2 separate regions of the Mus musculus genome follow, and region 2 is linked to region 1. Evidence: chromatin contacts called from public promoter capture Hi-C data. All regions are on one chromosome and are shown on one strand. The core of a region is the stretch at or near the end of the contact, and the rest is flanking DNA. Distances in the headings are between cores, read along the strand shown.

Region 1 (4,909 bases), core at 940-3,439:
CAATCTACCATTTTCTCAAAGTAGCCACTATTAGTGAACTACCACAGATATAAATAAAGCTCAGACCTTAAAAGTGGGACAATCAAAGCCTGCCCTGCTTCCAAAGTAGACTTGGAGAGAGGGCAGTTGAGAGCACAGGCGAGCAAAAGCACACCACATCCCTGTCAGTCATTAATAAGTTCATGAACAAACCCAAGATGTTCAAACCAAGCCACAGAACAAAATTAGCCAGAACCTACCCAGAGCCACCTGTCACCTGTTCCTCTGCATAAGCAGCAGAAACATATGAAATATACTCAGCCTTTCTGGTGTGTGTGTGTGTGTGTGTGTGTGTGTGTGTGTGTGTGTGTGTGTGTGTATGTGTGTGTATGTGTGTGTGTATGTGTGTGTGTGTATGTATGTGTGTGTCTGTATGTGTGTATGTATGTGTGTGTGTGTGTGTGTGTGTGTGTGTGTGTGTGTGTGAGCTGGGGGGGGGCTTGGGGGAAGAGGGAGAGAGACAGAGACACAGACAGATTCAGACAAAGACCACAGATATCATTCAGTAACACAGGACTCCAGTTGCTTTCACAATTGCTTAATTCAGACCAAATGAAAACTGAGGCTTTCTCGGGCTGCTCTTTTCATGCTTCCCACAAAAAATACTCTCACTCCAGGAGCAGCACAATTTAAACTAATCCTTCTAAAGACCCAGGGTAAGTCTATGAATAGGCCAATCAGTAACATTTAAATGTTGTTCACAGGCTTACCCATTAAGACTAAGTGCCCCCAGATGAGCTGCTGCTTCTCCGTCTACCCTGAGAAAGGCTTCTAAACTGAGGCTTCTGTTTTAATCCCAGCTATAAGATCACACTTAAGAGCTGCAGGGAAAACCCCTAGGGATAAAAACATCTTTTAAGACCTGCCCTTGGAGTCTAACAGCAGCAGTCCAAAAGAAGCCAATAAAATACAATTTTTCAAAAGCGTAGTAAGTATTGAACATGTCTCTCTTGTAGGACCGCCGTTAAACTTTATATTGCTTTCTCTATGTTATCTTTATTAAAACTATATATAGTCTGGACCTCCACCTTACCGGTATCTCCAAAAAAAAAAAAAAGAAGAAGAAGAAAATCTCATTGGCAATAACAATCAGGCAAACTGGTATTCGTGGAAAGCTTATATCCAGGCATCCATACTTTACAGTTCTTAAAACATAAAATGAACATACATGAGCATGTCTCTAAAAACGGAACCTTTTATGCTGTATACACAGACTTTTACAGACACAAACCTATCTTGGCTGCCCATTGTCCTTCTGGAAATGGGCATCTGTTGATAGTGGTTTTTGCCTTCAACTTGGGATTTTTAATTTGATGGATCTAACAAGTGCCGTTTTGCCTGTGAATTCTCACTGTGGGGTTTAGCTGTCCTTAGGGCAGCGTTAGAGCATTTCCTATTTAAGCATTAAGATGTTAAAGGGCAAGGAAAGGCAAGATCATGAGGCGACAATCCAAATCACATCACCTCTCATTCCGGGTTAGGAAGTAATCGCGGTGGTGGCGCGCACGTCTTTAATCCCAGCACTTGGGAGGCAGAGGCAGGCGAATTTCTGAGTTCGAGGCCAGCCTGGTCTACAAAGTGAGTTCCAGGACAGCCAGGGCTACACAGAGAAACCCTGTCTCGAACAGCATGAGCCACCTATGTTCCAATAACTAGGATTAGAGCTGGAGGCTGCTCTTTAAAGACTGAGGATCCGGAGTCTGAAGCCAGCCTAGGGTTCCTTTACATGACCTTGTCAAAAAAAAAAAAAAAAAAAAAAAAAAGAGGAGGGAGCAGGGAAAAGGGGGAGGGAGGGAGGGAGGAGAGAGAGAGAGAGAGAGAGAGAGAGAGAGAGAGAGAGAGAGAGAACCTAGGAATTTCTTAAACACAGAGGAAATCATCCTGATTGAGGGAACCCTGCCTCTACACGATGTCTAGGTGCCCTGAAACCTGGGTGACCTCAGTTGGAGTGGAACGCACACTTTTTCAAATGGAATCAGAGCCCCACGTGGCTGTCTTCTATTTCCTGTACCCCATGGTGAAAAGGGGGTGCCTATCAAAGTCTGGAGGGTGTCGGCAAAGCCTGCCCGCCTCCTTACCACCAGGTTGATGAAGGCCATGCCAGCCGCTCTGTGCCTAACCGTTTGCGCCTGCGTGGCAGAGAGCCGCCAGGCTCGCTTTTGAACCGTGGGTCCTCGTTGCTGCGCAACCGCGAGGCCGCTGGGGGCGGAGCTGAGTAGGACCGGGCAAGAAAGGTTAGGGGTTGGAGAAATAAAGTTTGGGCGTGGCACGGGTGTGGTAAGGCGTACAACCAACTTTAGCTAAGGGAGGTTGTGCAGTGTCAGGTCGATGGGGCAACCTCATCTTTGAAGGATGAAGGGAAGAAGAAAGAGGGCAGAAGATGTTATTCCTGTTTTTACCATGCCTCACTAAATATCACTCACAACTGCGCTCTATGCTGCCGTATAAAAAGTGTGACAAGAGCCAAATTCTTCTGTAACTAGTGGTTGAAGTGTGAGCAAAAGCAAAAGCAACTTCACCTGGAAAAGTGTTAAAAATACAGATGAAAGCCACAAAGACGCTCGCTGCCAAGTCTGACCCGTGTGCTAGAAGAGAGTGGGGGCTCTAGAAGCTGTCCTCTGTTCTCCGTAGGAACAGCTGTGCGAGTGGGCACACAGACAATCCATGCATCAATGCGTGTAAAAGAGATTAATACAAACAAGTAAGGGTTCATAAACGTAAACATCTCTACCAAATCAGGGACTGACAACTGGGGGCACAGCATACGGCGACTTCAAATGGTCTCCAGATAGTTCTGATGGGCATTAAAATGAGATTCACTGCCCTAAAACACATTCAAGAGTGGGGCCACATTAAATTTACCTGAAGGGTTCTTTCCTTTTAAAGGTTTGGTGCCTAAGTCTCTCCCCAGAGCATATGATTAAAACTGCAGCCTGAAGACAGAGAACTACCTTTTAAACCAAGTGGGCTCCCCAGTCCTCAGGCAGAAGTTGCCATCTTTGCCCTATAATCAATCTCTCTCTCTCTCTCTCCTCTCTCTCTCTCTCTCTCTCTCTCTCTCTCTCTCTCTCTCTCTCTCTCTCTCTCTCTCTCTCTCTGTCGGTCTCTCTCTCTCCCTCCCTTCCTCTTCCTGTCTCTGCTCTCTTGGGCTTGAAGGAACTTAACTAGCTAAAGCTGAAGATAGATTTAAGCTCACACGTCCCCACTAGTTCAAAGGGGAAAGTCATCTACTTCCACCACTCTGCCTTCAAGCAGCCTTTCTAATCTGAAGATAGATCTCGACCTAACAGATGGTTATGTGATGATTTAAAATCCCATTAGGGTTTAGAGTTGACTGCTTGCTTATTTGTGTGTGTAAGTGCAATAGAGCTGTGTGTGATTGCCCACTTTGAATTGCTTGCCTGGACCAGGTGTAAGCTTCTAGCTGCTGATTCATTTGGTGTCATTTTGAAGACTTTTCCTAAATTAAAAACTACTGGGAATTTCTTTACAAAAAGCCATTATGTGTGGTGATTTTTAATGGTTATATCTCTCTACGTGACAACTTACTACCTCAAATATTCAAAGTGACTTACCATCACCCAAAATAGAAAAGCTAAAAGCAAGCATTGATTCCTTCTGATATTATAAAATCCAATTAAATTATTCAAGCCGGGAAATAAGAAAGCTGAAAAGGTTCTTGTTTTCCATCTTTCTCTTTGCAGGGTTTCAAAATTATAATCCTAAATGCACAGAATGGGTAACAATCTACCATTCTGTGACAGCAAGCCATTTGCTGTACTTCATTATACATTATACCTTTCTCAAAGCGACAGAGTAGATGATGTGTATTTTTAAATTTAAATTTGGACCTTGGTACCCATAAAAAGTGTGACTAACAATTGAATTGTTACTGAGTAGAACACTAGATACACTTTTTATAGAAAAGCCATACAACACTAGTTGAGCAATCCCAGTGACTTTCTGGTTGCCCTCTTGTGTATTCTAAAAGGTCACTGGTAGACGCTGCTTTGATTTCTTCACAATAATAGGCAGTGGCCATTAAAGGACACGTGCTTGAATCCAAGATCTAGGTTGTCACACCTTAGATATGAAATGTCTCCGAGCTACAGGTGTTACGGCTTGATACCCAGTGCAGCAGTGTGCACAAGTATGGCTTCCAGAGGCTGATTGAATCATTAGGGTTTTTGTCATTATTCAGACCAAAATATGTGATAGACACAAGTGATGTTGAAGAACACTTATTTTATTTGCAGGTCAAACATTGGGTCCACCGAGACAAAATGGTTCGTTCAGTTTGTTTCTGGAATTGTTAGATTTGTTGGGTTCTGGTGACCCCAACCAGCTAGGCTCTGCCACCCACTCTCAGACAGCTTATTAAACAGAGAAAATGGTGATAGGTACAGAAAGGGTACTTGATCACACTGGGCTGAGGACCATGAAGCACCTGCAACTCCCATGCTCGCCTTACCCATCTCAATGGAAGTTGATTTCAAGCAGAACAAGAGACATCTGTAATTAGGCAACCTTGGCCAACTGCCAGTCCCATGCATGACTGACCCATCTTTGTCCCAGCTGCAGTCTCCCCTACAAAGTGATCTGACAAACTGTCGGCACCAATCTCTTTTTCCAGAGATAAGTTCCATTCTGGCACCAAAGTCCCAACCTTTCCCTTCCCAGCAGTGAGCTTCCTGGGAAGTTCTAACTGGGCCCCATTGTCTCAACAATCTGATAGCTGAAGCAAGGGCCATTCTTTCTCTTTAGATGATAGCAGACCAGACAGCAGAGAAACAGGAGGTATCACCTTCCTATTGCTTTCCCCTTTATCCTCCTCTGTTCTGGCTAAACTACCAAGCATAGTGTGGTCTCA
Region 2 (4,909 bases), core at 960-3,459, 1.4 Mb before region 1:
TGACTGAATATCTAAGGGGTTTGTTTTGTTTTGTTTTTCTGTTGCAAGGCCAATTTATCCATTATTGGAAATGCTAAACAAGTGGAATTTACTGTTTTGTTAATAAAATATTTCTTAATACAACTGTGGTTTGTTGACTTTAAAAATTGCACATGACAGCAATTTGCCACTGAATATAACAATGAAGAAGAATGCATTTGAAAGGAGATCTTATCCCCAGACACACACAGGAAAAGATGCTGTCACACCCCTTTCAGCATTTTACTACTTAATCAGTCCCTCTGCTTGTACACTTAAGATGCAGGCACTCCATGTAGCTTTCATGGAAAATTACAGAACTAGCAGAGAATAATACGAATATATGCTGATGTCATAAATACACTCTCTGTAAGTTACAATGGGATTAAAGTTAAATACACCTGTAATTAACTAAAGAATGTCTCATTAGCTGTGATTTCCCTACTCCCCCTCTCTCTCTCTCTCTCGCCTGTACTAAGAATGATATCAGAGTTAAAAGGTGATAATGATACTATGAACTAAGGTGTCTAGTAGAAGTAAATGCACAGGAAAGATGATAACTACAATAGTATCTCTTGTAGGAATTAAGGCCTTGAGAAAACAGAAACATTGTTAAGATTGTTGTTTAAAAACCATGCAAAATGAAAAGAGACAAAAAATCTTTACCAAATTCTGACTTACAAATAGATATACAATTTCTATGAAAAAGGTTATGCTCAGTTTTCATAAAACAAAGTTTTGTTGTTGGCAACCATATGACCATCAGTAACTTTCAATCCAACAGCTGGTAATTATTTTAATACTTTGGATCATTTGAAACAACTTTCCAGTAATAAAATCTGAGACATTTTTCTTCCATTTCTATAGCAATGAGTTTCAACATTAATGCGACATACTTTCATAGTTATTAATAATATTTTTACAGAGCTTTTTATCATTTCTTTCTTAATATTAATCTATAAGTTTGACATGTATAGGAGTAACAACCCATATTTCCTTAACGTTTAAATTAAAGACTGTCATTTAGCCTACTTCAAAAATATAGGGAATTTCAAAGGTTGTAACTGCATAAATGCTACAATTAATGCATAGCCTGTTCTAAATTCATTTGAATTGCTGTGGTAAAATAGCTTGACAAAGAAAGCTAAGAGGAAAAAGGGTATACTTCAGGTTTCCATCCAGGTTCCAATCCATCACTGAGAAGACGTCAAGGCAAGAATTCAGGTAACTAGTCACATCAAATTCACAATCGGGAGCAATGAGAAATAAACACATGTACATATTTTTTGTTTGTTTTCCCTTAGTCAGCTTTCTCTTACACACTGATCATGATTTCCTACCTAGGGAATAGTGTCACCCACAATGGGCTAAGTCATTCTCTATCAATGAACAATCAAGACAATCCCAATTCCCTACAGACTAGGCCACTGTTTTGATGATTGCCAGACAGGAGGCACCTTTGATCTCTTTCTGATACATTTTCTTTCCACAAAGAGGCATAGATGTTCTAGATCTGCTTTGATTGTGATTGTCTTGTGATTGTGTTAAGTACTCCTTTCTTTGAATGTCATCTCTCCAAACAATACAGCAATTTGAGATGAGAAAGAAGAACATTCAAATGGCTTCTAACGTCCTCCATCTGAATTTTATCCTCAGGGGAAAAAAATGGTAAGGGTTTCTCCACTGAGCAAAACATACTGAGCAGAACAACACTTTGGAAAAGAAGGTATATTGAAAGTATCAATATAACAGTGCAGAAACAAGCTCAGTTGAATGATAACTGTTTATAACAATTCTCTACAGTTAAATTAAAATACCTCAATAATAATTTTTTACTAACACCAAAGTTACAATAAATCTGGGCCTAAAAATCTAGGTTTGAAAATTACTAGTTGTGGGAATTAATATAAAATTTAGCTAGTTGAGAAAGAGAGAAAATGGATCAAACTACAGGATTTTGAATTTAGAAACAACAACAACAAAACCAAACCAACAACAACAACAACAACAAAAACAAACAAAAGGGGCTAGCATTACAGTTAGTAAGATGACTTAGAGGAGGAAAACGGAACAAAAGGAAATGTTTCCTGAAAAGGTTGAAAGCTTAATTTCCATCTCTAGAACCTGCACTGTAGGAGAAGAGAAACCACCCCCTCCTTTCCCTACCTCCTTACACAGGGCATTGTGTATAAGCATACGTTTACCACAGATATGCAAACTTGAAGGGAGTAGTGTGGGACACAGTCCAGCAGGCCTAAACTTTATACAAAGAACTACAGACAAATAAAGTCATCTTCTTGTTTTTTGAAATCTGTATTTTCATATGAAACACAAGCATCCAACTACATTCCGACCAACAGCAACTTTTGTTGTTTTTGTTGCCAGTTTTTACCAAAACAAAATACTTTTAACTCATGTCTATGAGATTTATTATTTGAATGTAGGTATGAGACTTTTTTTTTACCTCAAATTTTATATCAAACATGAGTACCGCTCAATTATAATAAATTCAAATCATTGTTATTTTCATTCAATGGTCAGATACTTTCAATCAGCAAATTCATATATATATATTAAATTGTGACTGTGCCAGGCACTGCTGAAACTCCTCCATTTTCTATCCTTGCTGAGAACATTTTAAGTTTGATTAGAATTTGACCTCCTTGATGGAAAATCATGTGGAAAATGACTGAGCTCTAATGTAGAAACCCAAGATCAAGATGCCCTAGGTAATTTATTTTGACATCTGCCAAACTACCTACTTACACAAATACCCCACTCCAGCTCACTGTTTATCTTAGTTAGTTTCAGTTAAACTGCTGGATTGTGAAAAGCAAAATAACAGGATGTGGTTTTTGCCTTTAAAAGACCCTGAGTATAGATGCTCAGGCCTATACTTGGGTAGCAAATAACTGAGTGTAGTCCCAGCCAACTGGAATAATGACTTCTTTTCTTTTCTTTTCTTTTCTTTTCTTTTCTTTTCTTTTCTTTTCTTTTCTTTTCTTTTCTTTTCTTTTCTTTCCTTTCCTTTCCTTTCCTTTCCTTTCCTTTTCTTTTCTTTTCTTTTCTCTTCTCTTCTCTCCTCTCCTTTCCTTTCCCTTTCTTTCTTTCTTTCTTTCTTTCTTTCTTTCTTTCTTTCTTTCTTTCTTTCTTTCTTTCTTTCTTTCTTTCTTTCTTTCTTTCTGTCTTTCTCTCTCTCTCCCTCTTTCTTTCTCTTTCTCTCTCCCTCTTTTTCCTTCCTTCCTTCCTTCCTTCCTTCCTTCCTTCCTTCCTTCCTTCCTTCCTTCCTTCCTTCCCTCCCTCCCTCCCTCCCTCCCTCCCTCCCTCCCTCTCTCTCTCTCTCTCTCTCTCTCTCTTTCTTTCTTTCTTTCTTTCTATTTGAGATTTTTCTTCATTTACATTTCAAATGCTATCCCCTTTCCTACTTTCCTCTCTCAAAATCCCCTATAACCTCCCCCCTCCCCCTGCTCCCCAACCCACCCACTCCTGCTTCCTGGCCCTGGCATTCCCCTGTACTGGGGCATAGAAACTTCACAGGACGAAGGGCTTCTCTTCCCAATGATTGCCAACTAGGCCATCCTCTACTACATACACAGCTAGAGACATGAGCTCTGGGAGTACTGGTTAGTTCATATTGTTGTTCCTCCTATAGGGTTGCAGACCCCTTCAGCTCCTTGGGTACTTTCTCTATCTAGCTCCTTCATTGGGGAACCCTGCATTCCATCCAATAGATGACTGTGAGCATCCACTTAGGTATTTGCCAGGCACTGGCATAGCCTCATAGGGGACAGCTATATCAGGGTCCTGTCAGCAAAATCTTGTTGGTATATGCAAAAGTATCAGGCTTTGGTGGTTGTTTATGGGATGGATCCCTGGGTTGAGCAGTCTCTGGATGATCCTTCCTTCAGTTTCAGCTCAGAACTTTGTCTCTGTAACTCCTTCCATGGGTATTTTGTTCCCCCTACTAAGAAGGAACAAAGTATCAATACTTTGGTCTTCCTTCTTCTTGAGTTTCATGTATTTTGCAAATTGTTTCTTGGGTATTTTGAGCTTCCAGGCTAATATCCACTTATCAATGAGTGCATATCATGTGTGTTCTTTTGTGATTGGGTTACCTCACTCACAATACTTTCAAGTTCCATCCATTTGCCTAAGAATTTCATGAAGTCATTGTTTAGAATAACTGAGTAGTAGTACTCCATTGTGTAAATGTACTACATTTTCTGTATTCATTCTTCTGGTGAGGGACATCTGGGTTCTTTCAAGATTCTGGCTATTATAAGTAAGGCTGCTATGAACATAGTGGAGTATGTGTCCTTATTACAATTTGGAACATCTTTTGTATATATACCCAGGAGTGGTAGGTATTGCTGAATCTTCCAGTAGTACTATGTCCAAATTTCTGAGAAAACACCAAACTGATCTCCAGAGTAGTTGTACCAGCTTCCAATCCCACCAGCAATGGGGAAGTGTTCCTCTTTCTCCACATCCTCACCACCAGCTGCTGTCACCTGAGTTTTTTTTTTTTTTTTTTTTTTCCATTTTTTATTAGGTATTTAGCTCATTTACATTTCCAATGCTATACCAAAAGTCCCCCTTACCCACCCACCCCCACTCCCCTACCCACCCACTCCCCCCCTTTGGCCCTGGCGTTCCCCTGTACCGGGGCACACAAAGTCTGCGTGTCCAATGGGCCTCTCTTTCCAGTGATGGCCGACTAGGCCATCTTTTGATACATATGCAGCTAGAGTCAAGAGCTCAGGGGTACTGGTTAGTTCATAATGTTGTTCCACCTATAGGGTTGAAGATCCCTTTAGCTCCTTGGGTACTTTCTCTAGCTCCTCCATTGGGAGCCCTGTGATCCATCCATTAGCTGACTGTGAGCATCCAC

Evidence for each region. Promoter capture Hi-C pulls out the DNA fragments that hold promoters and counts their contacts.
Region 2: a contact with region 1 is called in a promoter capture Hi-C map of pre-B cells, with 5 times the contacts expected there. The contact joins the enhancer-like site here to the promoter of Gtf2a1l in region 1. A contact is called at or near these places in 5 of 39 promoter capture datasets (embryonic stem cells, liver, pre-B cells and 1 more), 1 of 484 Hi-C or Micro-C datasets (cerebral cortex) and 1 of 115 datasets of contacts at active chromatin or transcription factors (large pre-B cells).

What each region holds. Positions count from the first base shown.
Region 1 is chr17:88,665,940-88,670,848 of GRCm38.p6, reverse strand. Gtf2a1l (general transcription factor IIA, 1-like) reads right to left here and starts at 2,189. Exons shown (of 9, transcript NM_023630.2): 1 at 2,118-2,189. The coding sequence starts at 2,138.
Region 2 is chr17:90,029,166-90,034,074 of GRCm38.p6, reverse strand. It overlaps Nrxn1 (neurexin I), which reads left to right. Exons shown (of 23, transcript NM_020252.3): 23 at 1-431. Among named protein-coding and RNA genes, the nearest start is that of Gm41653, 55 kb to the right of the region's middle. Within about 2 kb of position 2,209, at least 11 of the 459 cell types and tissues checked have an H3K27ac peak or open chromatin away from gene starts, as enhancers often do. A contact at or near this core is called in pre-B cells, where this site is marked.